2 separate regions of the Mus musculus genome follow, and region 2 is linked to region 1. The links are chromatin contacts, called in public promoter capture Hi-C maps. All regions are on one chromosome and are shown on one strand. Each heading gives the region's core, a stretch centred on a gene start, on an enhancer-like site or on the middle of the called end of the contact. The rest is flanking DNA. Distances are from core to core; before and after follow the strand shown.

Evidence for each region. Promoter capture Hi-C pulls out the DNA fragments that hold promoters and counts their contacts.
Region 2: a promoter capture Hi-C map of pre-B cells shows a contact between it and region 1, with 2.5 times the contacts expected there. The contact joins two enhancer-like sites. A contact is called at or near these places in 1 of 39 promoter capture datasets (pre-B cells) and 1 of 484 Hi-C or Micro-C datasets (pre-B cells).

What each region holds. Positions count from the first base shown.
Region 1 is chr10:4,127,284-4,129,983 of GRCm38.p6, forward strand. The region is part of intron 26 of Mthfd1l (methylenetetrahydrofolate dehydrogenase (NADP+ dependent) 1-like); the gene reads left to right. Among named protein-coding and RNA genes, the nearest start is that of Gm25515, 24 kb to the left of the region's middle. Within about 2 kb of position 1,333, at least 42 of the 459 cell types and tissues checked have an H3K27ac peak or open chromatin away from gene starts, as enhancers often do. A contact at or near this core is called in pre-B cells, where this site is marked.
Region 2 is chr10:4,774,298-4,776,997 of GRCm38.p6, forward strand. All of the region lies in intron 3 of Esr1 (estrogen receptor 1 (alpha)), which reads left to right. Among named protein-coding and RNA genes, the nearest start is that of Esr1, 65 kb to the left of the region's middle. Within about 2 kb of position 1,359, at least 51 of the 459 cell types and tissues checked have an H3K27ac peak or open chromatin away from gene starts, as enhancers often do. A contact at or near this core is called in pre-B cells, where this site is marked.

The DNA.
Region 1 (2,700 bases), core at 83-2,582:
AAGTCTGTGTAGCTGACAACTTTATACATGTATGCAATGTCCTTTGTTCGCGCTCACTCCCCAGCACTGTCTCTCATCCATCGGCCATCTCCACCAAGCCCCTTATTGCCTTCAGATCCCCTCAGATCCCCCTGCTGTCTTCCTGCCTGCTTTCTGTTTGTTTTAGTGTGTGGGTGTGCGTGCATGCGCGTGTAGGAAGGGTGTGCCCGAGCGTGCGCTGGTACATGAGTTTTACTCAGCTTAATTCGGGTTGCTTGTGTGAACGTTATTAGGGAGTTATTTATTGGAACATGGACAACTTAACAGTGATGGCATCACTAGAACCAACCACATTTAAACATTTATACTTTCCACTCCCCCTTTTCCCTCCTCTCCCTCCCTCCCCCCTTGTTTTTGTTTGTTTGCTTTGTTTTGTTTTAGCTTTGACTATTTTTTAACTTTCTATGTAGACTATACTGGCTTCAAACTCAACAGAGAGATCTGCCTGCCTCTCTCTCTACCGAGAGGTGAGACTAAAGGCATGCACCACCACACTCAGCAACTTTTTATCATTTTTATAGGTAGTAGATGCCACATTTTAAGTCTGAAAACATCAGAAAGAAATAATGAGGTGTGGTGTCAAGCGGTGTGATCCGGGTGCCCAGGAGGCAGGGGCTGGAGGATCAGGTATTCCAGGTCACCCCCACGTACAAGAATCAGCTGTGGTACCCAGAAATGTGCTGGCAAAGGAAAGGCCTTAAATTTGTAATTTTACATGTATTTATTTATTGAGTGTGTGTGTGCATGGTATGGGAGTGGAGGGGCACCTGGTTGCTGAGGCATATAGTGAGATTGAGGCTGGCTTGGGATACCTGAGATTTCATCTCAAAGGAAAAAAAAACAATAAAAAAAAATAAGTGGTACAATGCCTGCTGGGTAATTCAAGGCCCTGAATTCAATCTTTAGCACTGTAGGATGGATGGATGGATGGATGGATGGACGGACGGACAGAGGACAGACAGATGGGTGGGTGGGTGGATGGATAGATAGACTAGTAGATGGATAGATGGCATAGAAGCTTGCATTGCAGATAGTGACATATAAATGTGTATTTTCATTTATTTATTGATTCATGGTCTGCAAGCCATCCAGTGGCAGGGCATTGCTGTGTGGTTAATTCTTTACCCCACACTGGAACCGGATGGCAACCTGCCATCTAGGATTCACCATTCACTCCTTCCTGCTTGCCAGAGCTGTGGAGATACCAGCCAATGTACTCCGTCGTACCCCATGTTTTGCTGTCTTTTTGTGTGCCTGAGGACTGCGGGGGCATTATAAACGTGGGAAGACTTGAGAGTCACATGTGCCTAGTAAGCTTGTTCTAGAGCATGACACCATGAAAGGGACGCGCAACATTAACCAGACAACTCAGCCCTGACTGGGGCCGTTGGCCACAGAGGAAACTTCTGCATAACCTAAATGACAGCTACAGTACAGATCCGATGGCAGCCCCCGTGTTTGGTTAAGAAAGCTTATTGTGGTCCTTCTATGCACAGTAACGGGCACGCTTGCAGGACCACACTGGAGTAGAAAGCTCCATTGTGGTTTGAGGAGGAGGATGCCTTTTGTCTGGTGACCCAGCTAAGGGAACCTGAGCCAAGATCATATCGGTGATGGAGGTAGAAACACCTCAGGATCTTCCAGTGTTGTTTTTCACTTTTTTTTTTGTTCTTGGAACTGGTTCCTAATGCTAGCAGATCTTTGGAATCCTGAGGCATTTCCTCAGGGCTCTGAGTTGCAGCTTTGGGTCAGCGCCCTCTTGAACTGCCGGTTTCATTACAACAACCATATGCTTCCCTACTCACTCCCTGACCTCCCCCCCTTCCTCCTCTCTCCCACACCCTAACCCTTCCCCTCTCTTTTTCTGGACTCTTTTGGCTTTTTTGTGTCTCCACCCACTAATCCCAGAAGAGTCTCTTAAGTGTTCAGAGCAGATCGCCCAATCATTTCTCAAAAGCTAACTTAGTAGAAATTGCTTAAGCTTTTTGATATTAAGTGGAGTAAACATTTTAATTTGACCCCATATCCCACGACAGCTTAACATGACGGTATAGAAAAGGTAGGAAATTTAAACTCTCACAAGTTGGCAAGAATATTACCATTTTGCCCGCACTTGGCATTGTCAACAAGGGTCCATTCACTGGAGGGGTCATCGGTCTCCATAAAGACAGGACCAATACTTGTCTGCAGCTGCGTTTCCTTTGAACTCATCTACGTGTCTTTGAAGCAATGATCACGGTCTCCAGCTTTGATTCTGACTCTGTGGACCTGCGCCAGTTTTCCTGATTTCATTAAATTTTTGGAAAGAACTGAAACTATGGTATCATTTTATTGCAGCTTTGACATCAATCATAATTTGGGGCGGTCTTGGTGAAAGACAAGGAATTCAGACTGGGAGGCTGGGGAAAGCGGGTCCCAGGGCAAAGGGATAGAATGCACTGTTTACTTCATACAAGTTCAGCCACCTCGACCTTGTGGATTTTTAGCTGGCTTTATTCTAAAGCAGCTACAGTCATATGGCCCAAATCTAGTTATATTTAAAAACAAAAACAAAACAAAAAAAAACCCGCATAATTTTAGAGAGGCCTCTCTCTCCTTCCTTCCCGCCTCATCTCTCTTCTTCTCTCTCCTCTCTTTCTCCTTCCATCTTTTCTTTCCTTT
Region 2 (2,700 bases), core at 109-2,608, 650 kb after region 1:
AGAATGAACTTTTTGTCAGTCTCAAAAAGTCTTCTTGGGTGGTCTGGATGCCCAGGAGGGTATGTTCCAACGACAAGCCTGTGTTTCCTGGGTGACCATCACGTTTACTCTTTACCAGGCTTCTGGGCCACCACGACATACCTCACAGAAATTGTCTCTAGGCTTGAGGACTCTGCACACCACCCTGGCTGAAATTCACAGGCCAATCAACCCATGTTTCTTTATGCATCCTTTAACTCTCCAGTGGCCACAAGATGAACAAAAACTTTGCACGTGTTGACCACACCTGTTATTTCTTTTTCTTCTTTACTCTCTTGAAATTACTTGTAGAATTGAAGTATTATTTATTAAAAAGGAGGGGTTTTTTTCCATCCACAAGAGCATGGGGTAATCTTGAGGCTATTGTGCTAAGTGTTAAAGAAAGAAAAATGGACAAATTGATTTACTCCAATAGTCAGACACAATTGTTGAGGTTGAAAAAGTAGATTAGCCGGTCTCCTTATTTTTGAAGAGGTCGCAGTCAAGTGAAGAAAATCAGTAATGCCTGCACCATTGCTACAGATGTGCTAAAGAAGTCCCTATTTGTGGAATCTTAAATGCCCGACTTTCCTGTCCTTCCTTTTCATTGGAATGTCTATGCAGAGTTGTGCCTACAATAGAATTTCGGCGAGACTCTCAAAGATCGGTGAAATTCTTAGTTAGCACTTAGTAAATCAGGAATCCATTTTTTTTAAAGGGTCCCAGCAGTTTGAAGGACCTCCATATCTCCATACTCTGCACTAATCTGATCTCAGCCAACAATCTTTTCCTCTCTCCCTAAAGCATTAAAATGACCCTGAGCTGGAGCACAAGCTTATCTTTGACTGTGTGGAACCAGACCACGTGGCAGAACCTGCTCAGGGTCTCTGGGTTTTATCCTGTCTCTTAGATTGCAAGAACATTTTCTCTTCCTTCTCTCTCAGGAAGAGAATACTTTGAAATTCTTTCTACCAGTTCTGGCCATCAGGGTTTTATCTTTAAAGGAGTTGATGTGGTAAGAAAGCTTGGAGAACTTTCTGGAAGCAAAAAGTACAAAGAAGGAAGGCCAGGACATTTGGGGAATGCTGCCTGCCTTTGAATTAGTCACCCCGATGGTTACACCATCTCCTCCTTTGTTTCAATCTTATCTAACACTCATCTTTTTCTTTGTTCATCCCCCTACCCAGTCCTTCAGACCTTCTAAAATCTGGTCTTGGGGCAAGGCACCATGTTCTCAGGGTGTTCAAAACCCTGTGCTGGATATTATAGGAGCAGGAGGAGCCATTTCAGAAGGTCCTATTCTGGACTGCACACTAGCATTTCCTTGTGTGTAGAGCTAGGAGATGCATTGTTGAAAGCGACTCATTGTCTCCAGGGTACTGTGGTGAGGTGGTGGTCACTGATCCCATCATGCTTTGTCGCAGCTGTTGGCTTGATTCTGTGCCAGGTGCTTGAAACAACTGTGGCTTTGCAGATGGGCTACAGAGACTGGACCCAAAGGTATCACGTCAACATGTTCAGTCAATTGGGGTCTTATAAGGACAGAGAGAATTTCTTCTGACTTCACTTTTTATGAAGAAAAGGAGACTTTCCAGGGCTGTTGTCTTTCCTAGAATTCCTTCTTTCAAAACATCTTTGGGGAATATAATTGGATATTAGTAATACTTTCTGGTTCATTTAAAAAATAAAAGCAAAATGCAATTTATAGGTGGGTGTTGCTTCTGGTAAAATTAATTAAAAAGAACTCGTGTGAAAATAGAATTTGGGATGCATGATTAAGCATCCTGGATTTCTTTTTCTTTTTCTTTCTCTCTCTCTCTCTCTCTCTCTTTTTTCTTTTTGTGCATGCTGCTACGTACAGATGTGGTTGTGAAATAGTTCAAATCAGGGCCCACTGAATGTCCTCACTGGACTTTTAGGAATGTGTGCACTGAGGCAGCCAAATTTTATTTCATTTGGTTTGGCTCATTGCACTGGCTGTGAATCAGAAAGTATTCATTTTAATATCTGAGTGGAAATTTATTTACAAACACACGGCTACAGTTATTCTTTCAAAGGGCTTAAAGTTTTTGTTTAATTTCCTCAAAAATTTGCTTTCTAGTTTTTCTTTCCATCTGGAACTTGTGACAGAATATGTTGAAGAGGTTTTTCTAGAATAAAAAAATACATGTCCTGACGCACAGATAAATGTAATCTTTCGTGTGGTTTATCTTTCCTGTTTGGTGGCAACGACAGAGTTCAGAATTGGTCTGGAGATGATTACATTGCTGATTCTGAAATGCTTTTCAAAGATAAAGTGATTTATTTAGCTGTTACATTATTATTATAAGCATAATTTAATGCTTAAGTGTTCTGAGTTAATATTGAGTTCTTTCTTCTTAGCCAATCATGGCAGTATTCTAAAAAGAAAAAAAAATTAAAGAAAAACCCAAAGACCCACGAATGAGACAGATCTGCATTTTAATGATGGTTCTACCATCTATCAGCCAAGAGACCTTGAACAAGTTAGTCAGATCCCTGGCGTCTCAAGTTATGACTCTGTAATTGGAGCAACCCAGCTCATTGTTTGTGATATTGAGATGAGACACAGAGCTGAACCCACCAAGCACATTGCTAGTTTATGAGAAGCCCATGGCGTATGCTGCTAGTTAGTCAGTCCTTGGCCACAGAGATTGTCACATA